Regions from separate parts of the Sus scrofa genome. Here regions 2 and 3 are each linked to region 1. Evidence: chromatin contacts called from public Hi-C and HiChIP or PLAC-seq data. All regions are on one chromosome and are shown on one strand. The core of a region is the stretch at or near the end of the contact, and the rest is flanking DNA. Distances in the headings are between cores, read along the strand shown. Region 1 has its middle 170 kb from the start of PTEN. Region 2 holds the start of KLLN (killin). Region 3 overlaps PTEN (phosphatase and tensin homolog).

The links. A called contact is a pair of places that touch in the nucleus more often than the background predicts. HiChIP or PLAC-seq counts read pairs in DNA pulled down with a chosen protein or histone mark.
Region 2: a Hi-C map of liver shows a contact between it and region 1, with 5 times the contacts expected there. The contact joins the promoter of KLLN here to the enhancer-like site in region 1. A contact is called at or near these places in 1 of 5 promoter capture datasets (liver), 9 of 47 Hi-C or Micro-C datasets (blood, embryonic fibroblasts, heart right ventricle and 4 more) and 2 of 2 datasets of contacts at active chromatin or transcription factors (alveolar macrophages and skeletal muscle).
Region 3: a contact with region 1 is called in an H3K27ac HiChIP or PLAC-seq map of alveolar macrophages. The contact joins two enhancer-like sites.

What each region holds. Positions count from the first base shown.
Region 1 is chr14:100,096,581-100,099,281 of Sscrofa11.1, reverse strand. No RefSeq gene overlaps it. Among named protein-coding and RNA genes, the nearest start is that of PTEN, 170 kb to the right of the region's middle. Within about 2 kb of position 1,376, at least 10 of the 83 cell types and tissues checked have an H3K27ac peak or open chromatin away from gene starts, as enhancers often do. A contact at or near this core is called in alveolar macrophages, liver, retroperitoneal adipose tissue and 1 more, where this site is marked.
Region 2 is chr14:99,927,563-99,930,263 of Sscrofa11.1, reverse strand. KLLN (killin) reads left to right here and starts at 1,377. Exons shown (of 3, transcript XM_021073704.1): 1 at 1,377-1,460; 2 at 1,830-2,018; 3 at 2,021-2,701. The coding sequence starts at 1,377. The coding sequence ends at 2,593. It overlaps PTEN (phosphatase and tensin homolog), which reads right to left and starts at 208. Exons shown (of 9, transcript NM_001143696.1): 1 at 1-208.
Region 3 is chr14:99,948,285-99,950,985 of Sscrofa11.1, reverse strand. All of the region lies in intron 1 of PTEN (phosphatase and tensin homolog), which reads right to left. Among named protein-coding and RNA genes, the nearest start is that of PTEN, 20 kb to the right of the region's middle. Within about 2 kb of position 1,310, at least 2 of the 83 cell types and tissues checked have an H3K27ac peak or open chromatin away from gene starts, as enhancers often do. A contact at or near this core is called in alveolar macrophages, where this site is marked.

The sequences.
Region 1 (2,701 bases), core at 127-2,626:
TAAAACCCGCAGCTTCAAGCCAAGCCATACTTTTGGGAAAATCGTGCTCTTTCTAACACTTCTCATTATGGTATTAATCTAAGTGAGACTTCTTCCAGAAAGAAAAGCAGAGAGCCTCGCACTTGATGCCAAAGATGTTTGTGAAAGAGATCCACAGCAATGGGATAGGAGCAGCCTCGGATGTGAGAATCATTTCAGGAGGGATTGCCAATACAGGTGGGTTTTCTGTCAGTGGTCATGGTGGAAACGGGGACTGTCTTCTCCAATGGAAAACGCCGGGACAAATGACTTCAAGTAATTGTCATTCTACGGGGTTTAGACATTTATATTGTTACTCTTGCCTTCTTTTAGACACCTCACTTTAAATTAACTGCTCTAAGAAACAGCAGCGATTTGATTAGTAATGGGTAATAGACTCTTGACTTTTTAAGAGTGTGTAGTGGAAAAGACTCCTGAGTTCCACTTCTCTAAATAACCGACTATTCCTCCCTGTTCTTCTGTAAAGCTACCCCAGCTGTGGGGGAGGAGAGACATTTCAGGAACAGCTCAGCGCAAAGTACCAATGTGAACTCTTCTCACAAGGCAAGCAGCATCCTCCACGCCTTCATCCTTGACTGAGGCCCTCCTATGTGTTACTCCCTGTGCTAGGTATTGGGGATACAGGTATGAGTGGGGAAGGGGGTCCCAGTGCTGGGAGAGGCCTCTATATAAGCAGACAAACACAGTAAAATATGGTTTTATTTTAAGCAAAATGTATGAAAATTAATGAGGGCGAGAGAGTCAGACTGTGTCTTAAAGGATGACTAGGACCTTACCAACCCAAGAAACAATGGAGCAATAGGTCAGATACACAGGCTGTTTCTTTGGGGCTTTGCTTTCTGGAGAAATCTGCCTGAACCATGTAGGAGGACCCACAATTGCCTTTGAAAAGGTACGATGATGCATCCTGCCATCTTTATTTTTGTTTCTAGAGCTAGAGACAATTTTTTCTCAGACGTCTCTTGGGCAAGCTCTTCAGGCAGCTGCATCTGGGGCCATTAGTGCTACAACTGGAGTAGAAGAAAGGAGGGTGTGAACAGAGTGCAACAGCCCTGCTGTGAGCAAGGTGACTTCACCCCTTCCCCCCCACCTTAGGTTTGAAATTGAGAAACCCAGAGATGACCACAGCCCTAGGCCACTGTGTGCAAAAATGGGAAATGTCACTCACCAGGTCCTCCCCTGCGTTTAACCAGAATCATCAGCCTATAGATTTTGGGAACTAAGTGGCTTGATCATTTTGCACGTAAGCCGTATGCATGGGTCCAAAGGAGACCAGTGAGCAACAATTCAATTTAGAGTTCACTGAACCCTCTGGTTTGGGAAGGAAATTGCTGGTAATCAATTGCAGCAAGCACACAGGCCCAGGGCCAGGAAGAGAAAAAATCACTTTAATGGGCAAAGCAGATGTTGCTAAACTCATTGCAAAAGTGAGATGGGCACGGAGCCAGGCTTTGCATGAGAGATGCTGATCTGTCCTTCTGAATGAAGAAAGCAGAGATACTTCAAAGGAGGGGTTCTACGAGGGAAGCCAGAGGTCTGTGTCCCCGTTAGATTGAATAAAAGAAAATGCAGAGTTGCTCAGGTGTCCTGTACACCCCAGGACTTAAAGCTGTTAACATCTCATAAGGGTTTAAGCAAATAGAGAATACTAGCTAAAAACTCTGGGGAGTCTTCATGCTGATCTGAGTGACTATATGGGATAGTGGAAAAAACGTGGGCTTTGACATCAGACTTGTTTCTTTCATCAACTTGTTGATTCCACCATCAAGACCGTGGGCAAACCTTTTTGCTTCTTTGTTTCAGGGTTTTGTTGTTGTTTCTTTGGGGGGTTGTTTGTTTGTTAAATGGGCACACCCATGGCATATGGAGGTTCCCAGACCAGGAATTGAATCTGACCAAACTGTAGCTTTGACCTATGCCAGAGCTTCCACCAACGCCACAGCTGCAGCAACACTGGCTCCTTTAATTCACTGCACCAGGCCAGGGATCAAACCCACACCTCCCCAGCAATTTGAGCCACTGCAGTCAGAGTCTTAACCCTCTGTGTCACAGTGGGAAACTTCTTAATCTCATTCAGCCAGTTTTCTCAGCTGTGAAATGGGCCGAAACTGACTGGCTATGCAAGAGCTATTGTGAGGATTAGGGATAATATTGTAAAGTACAGTAGGGAAATGCATTTAAGCAATAACATGTTTTCAGAGCCCTGACAAGACTGGGGCCATTAGAATGTGGGCCAAGTGGTTCATGATAGAATGGGGGGGTGGGAGGAGGGTGAATTTCTGGTCCAGCATCACCTAGCTTTGCCACCCCCTCTCAGTGATGGGTGCTTTCACAAGCCAAAATGTTTCTTCCTATGTTTAGGTGGATAAAATATCTCTCAAGCATATAGGAGTTCAGAGAATACAGTATCAAGGCCCAAGGAAGGTCATCATGTCTACTAAGAATTTTTCCATGAAGTATCTTCTAATACAAGCCGCCTAAAGAAACCATCAATTCTGATCCCTCAAATTTTCAATGTTCCTTTCTTATCTAATTCCCACTCATTCTTGGAGGGTGAACTAGAGCCCCTCCTCTGAAAATTATCACAGACCCCTTATTTTTACTTTTTTTTTTTATTTTACAACCGTACCTTTGGCATATGGAAGTTCCCAGGCTAGGGGTC
Region 2 (2,701 bases), core at 128-2,627, 170 kb after region 1:
GGAGAGAGATGGCAGAAGCTGCTGGTGGCGGGGCTTCTTCTGCAGGATGGAAATGGCTCTGGACTTGGCGGTAGCTGATGCCCCTCGCTCTGCTGCCGCTTGGCTCTGGACCGCAGCCGGGTAATGGCTGCTGCGGCGGCTGCTGGATGGTTGCAGCGACTGGGCCTGCTTCTCCTCAGCAGCCAGAGATCTGGCAGCGGCGGCAGCGGAATGGGGAGAAGACGAATAATCCTCGGAAAGGCTGCCTCCTCCGGCGGCCTCTGGAGCCCGGGCCAGGGGGGGTGCGGCGGCGGCGGAGGGGAGGTTTAAAACCGGCCCGGGTCCCTGGATGTGCCGCCGCCGCCGCCGCCGTGTTGGAGGCAGTAAGAGGGGAGAGACCAACTCTCCGGCGTTCCCAGCCCTGGAAATGATGACAGGCGACTCCGACCCCCTCCCCGGAGCTGCAGCCGCCGCCGCCGCCGCCGCCGCCGCTTCTCCCCCCCGCTCCAGGAGCGGGAGGTGCCGCCGCCGCTCCTCAGCCGGCTCCCGCCCGAGCCCACGGCTTCCACCGTCCCTTTCAGAAGAAGCCGAGGAAGAGGCTGCACGGTTAGAAAAGAGGACGAAGAGGAGGCGAGAAACGCCGCCGCTGCCGCCGCCGCCGGCCGGCCGGCTCCCCGAGGGCGCTGCCCCCGCGGCTGCTCACAGGCGTTGAGAGGGGCTCTGGGCCGCGGCCGCCGCCGTCTCTCATCTCCTTCGCCTGAGCCCGGTCTCGCCTCACAGCGGCCCAACTCTCAAACTTCCATCATGGCTGCAGCTTCCGAGAGGAGAGAACTGAGCGCAGCCGCGTCCCGGCTCCGAACGGGTATCCTGCCGCAGTGCACAAAGAGTCCCGCCACATCACCGCCCGCCAGCCTGCCCGCCCCCTCCGCCGCCGCGCTAGGGGCAGGGGCGCCTGGGAGCCCGAGGGGAGGCGGGAGGCGGGAGGCGGGCCGGACCGCGCCAGGGGAGAGACGCGCAGGGCAGGGCTGGGGTTTTAGGGAGGGGGCAGAAGCGGCAGCTCTGGTGCGAGCGCCGAGTCCCCAACCTGCTGGCGCCACTGAGCATGCCCAGTATGACTGCCCGGGGCTCGCTCGGGCTTGTTCCGAGGCCCCCTCCTGAAGCTGCACTTGCTGCGGCTGCTTCTGCAGCAACGCAGGGTGGGGGGACGAGCTGAACCATAGCCTGTGCCCAGCAACGCAACCCGAGGCAGAATAGGCTGTTGCGAGCGAGACAGGGGGGTTAAGGTGAAGGCTGAGGCAGGTTCTTTGAGCAGTGTCACTGACGCGAGTCTGAGGTTACCTGTGCACAGGTGGGAAAGACCAGGTGACTGCGCTGGTAGTGTACCGGGAAGCGCAAGGATGGTCCCTACAGCGAGGACACCTCTCCCCTTGCCCCCAGATTTCCCTGGCACGGCCTGCAACCCCCCGTCCTTTTGCACCGCTGTCGGATCACAATCGTTCGCAGGGATTTGACTGCAGCAGCCTCTGCCAAAAAATCCACCTATCCCCCACCCCCACCCGTGTCCTCAAGGTGTCAGTCTTAATACAAAGAATCCCCTATTGTGTCTCTAGTGTGTATCACCTCATCCGGCTCCCTTGCATCGCCCCACCTCCCGCTTCCCCGGCAACCTGGTTCATTTGCCCTAAAATTGAAAGGTCCAGCAGAGCGTGCTGAATATGAACACATCGCCCCTGAATTTCTAGATCCCAAAGGACAAATGTCCAGGTGAAATGAAAGCTGATACCCGACGCTGGGATGCACCCCAGCCCCCTGGAGAGCAGAGAGCATCTCTCCCCTCGGGGTTCCAGTAGGGTTCACCGCGTCGAACTGAGCCAAAGACTCCTCGCCCCGCCCCCTTTTGGGCCGCTGTGAAAACCTGGCTGGCTGGATCGCCCCGGGGCCCGGTTCCGCGCTCCACCACCCGGGCGGAGACTCGGGTTGCTGGGCCGGAGAGTGAAGTACGCGACGGTAGGAAGCTGCAGCCCCGGCGAGTGGGCGGAGCCGAGGAGACCGAGGAGGGTTCAAAAAGAGGTGGAGGGATATACGGGCCACAGTCGGAACTACTTTCAGGGGGAGGTCACGTGTGATCCTAGTTGGGGAACTTTCCAAATTCCCACTCCCATTTGATAACTCCAGAGGCAAGTGTTTCGCTTCTTTTGCCCAGAGGGCTCCCGCCTTTCAGAAGCAGAGGGACCCCAGAGCCTCCTGGGTCTTGGTGGAAAGACAGGTTCAGACGAGCCTCCCGCTGAAGCGCTGTCGGGACTGGAGCCTGAGGAGCTGGTTACACAAGCACCCACATCCAAGCACGTGCCCCCGCCTCCCCTCGCCTTGGTCGCTGCCGTTGATTCTTGCAAATCTTAGAGCGAGACTTCCCAAACTGGTCGCACCCTTCGCCTGCTACCCCCAGAGCAAGCTAGAGGCCGGAAAACTGAGACTCCGCGTTCTAGATTCCCTAGCACCGCGACTTCTCAAACCCTGGGGGTCTGGAGCTAGTACACTACCCCTTAGGGCGAAACTTTCAGGTACTGTATTCTTGGGGCAAAAGGGTATCTCCGGGCAGCAGCCCGCTGCGTGAATTTAACGATGTTGCAACAAACTTTGTCACTGCCTCTGAGCTGGTGAGCGTGCCCCACCTACTGTAGACTCAGCCAAGTGACTTATCTGGTCGGAGAACCTAGTCAAT
Region 3 (2,701 bases), core at 61-2,560, 150 kb after region 1:
GGGAGGGAGTGGGAGGGATGGGGAGCTTGGGCTTATCAGACACAACTTAGAATAGATTTACAAGGAGATCCTGCTGAATAGCATTGAGAACTTTGTCTAGATACTCATGTTGCAACAGAACAAAGGGTGGGGAAAAAAAATGTAATTGTAACGTATACATGTAAGGATAACTTGATCCCCTTGCTGTACAGTGGGGAAAAAAAAAAAAGAAATGGGGGAAGGAATAAATTAGGAATTTGGGATTGACAGATACATACTACTATATATAAAATAGATAAACCACAAAGACCTACTGTATAGCACAGAGAATCACATTCAATACCTTGGATGACCTCTAATGGAAAAAATCCAAATCACTTTGTTATGCACCTGAAATACTGTAAATAAATACTCTTCAATTAAAAAAAAATACAAAGCCCCTTGAAATGCAGTCATTTTAACAGAACTATACTCAAATTTACTCTTGTATTATGAATACTAATTAAGTAAGGTTGCAAAGGGCTTGGTTAATTTAAGAAAACTATTTGTCAGTAACTATACATAAATGAGGGTGTTACGTACTCATTAAAGTGAATTCAGATACACCCCCCCCCGCTTTATTCACTTCATTACCCAAACACATAATGAACATTGTGCAAGGGGCACTGAGAACATAAGGCTAAGTAAACAAAGACTACTGCACTTGAGAGGTTCCTATTCTATTAGGGAAGACAGACATACAGATCTACAACTGTGCCAAAGGCCCCATTATACATAAGATCAAGATACTTTAAAAGCTAGAAAAAGGGATTAATTCTGTACAAGAAGAGATAAAGCTTTATAAAATAGGTAATACATTAGATAATCCTTAAAAAATAAGTCAGACATTAGTAAACAGAAGAAGAAACAAGGGCAATTACAACATTCCAAACAGAGGGTTAGAGAAGAAATAAAGGAACACATAAAATATTCAGAAAAAGCGAGTAGTCCAGCACAGCTCACACACGAAACTTTATGGAGAAGGTGGAGGGACTGATAGAGTAGCTCTAGTTTTAATGATGCTGTGGCAGGGAGCTTGGTCAACATGGGAGTTCCTATGGCCCTGCAATCTCTTATAGAGTAACAATCCAGTCCTTCCTATAAAGAAAAGCTAGGACTTCAGTCTTCTTAAGGTTTCAGGTTGCTCAGACTCTCATCTTTCTTATTCATACAGTTTTTCCCAAGACTTTGGCATCCCTCATAAGATTGAAAAACAGAAAGAACATGTCCCAGACAGTATGCCAAATGCATTCTCATTTAATCTTAACAATCCTATGAAGTAACATTACCACTTCATAGATGATGAAATTGAGGGTCAAAAAGATTGGGTAATTTGCCAAAGGTCCTAAAGCCAGTTAAGTAGTTTGTTATGATTCAAACTCATGTACCTAACTCCAAAGCCCAAGCTTTTTACACCATTCAGTCTCACAAAAGATTAAGTTTTTCCATGTTTCAAATCAATAAAATATAAAATTTTCAAAGGAAGCAGTTTCAAATGAAAGTAATTTGAAATAACGTTAAAATTAAAAAACTTCTGAAACACAATATAAAAATCTACTGGTATTTCCAAAACTAACGTCAGCAGCTATTGAGTGCTCAAACTTGAGGCAAATATTTCTTATGCCAAGAATTATATCAATAAACAAAATCTTTTTAATATATGGCTTTTTGCTTCCCTATGCTAAAACGTTTCTTACAAAAAAATTTTAGATATTTTGCTCTGAATAATAAAATACTATCATAATACTATTAAAACACTATCATATAATAGCACTGTCATAAGGATTAAATGATGTAATATATGAACAATGCCTAAAACAGTGATGTTTGTCTCTCAGTTGAACAAATGGTACAACTCTGGATTAGAAGAGCCCACCAGAACTATTTGGTTGTTCTTCAATGACACTGACTTACTGAATAATCTAACCCTTCTAAAGAGCATCTAAGCTTAACTGAAATTTTAAACTCTTTAAAAACTGTACTATATCAATTTGCCTTTTTATTTAAGAACATATGTAAAACGTAACTCCAGAAAGAAAAAAAGCCTTTTTTCCCCACATCATTGGCTACTACACATGCAACAGAGAGGTGAGAAATGCATATATGGTACTTTCTATTTTGCCCAAGTTGGAATGCCATCATAGCTATAGGAGATGAGACACAATAGACAGTCTTTCCCCACTCCCCTACCTTCAAGCAAATGTGCTAAATTTGTTTTGTTTAAACTGAAGTATAATTTACCTACAATTAAATACACAGATCTTAAGTTATTGGTTTATGAGTTCTGATAGTTATATATATCATGTTTGATTCAAGTGCTACAACAATCCCTTCTCACAACACTGAATACTGTTCCAAAGGAAAAAACTAATAAACATTAGTTATGTTTTAAAGTCTGTCTACAGAAGTTGATTTAACCCACAGTATAACTGACCTATTATAAAATAATGTGGCTTCATAAGAGCTAAATAATTTTATTGGATATTCTACGCAGCCAATCATAACTTAAAACACTAAAAATATTTTCCTAATTGCCTATAATTAACAAATTATCTTTTAGAAAACACCTTGTGAGTTGTGATCTCATGAGTCTACTGTATTTCAGAATTTTTAATTAATGCAGTTTATGCTATAAATTTACCTTGAATTTTCAAATAGAGGGTAACAACCAAAAATAGCTCCC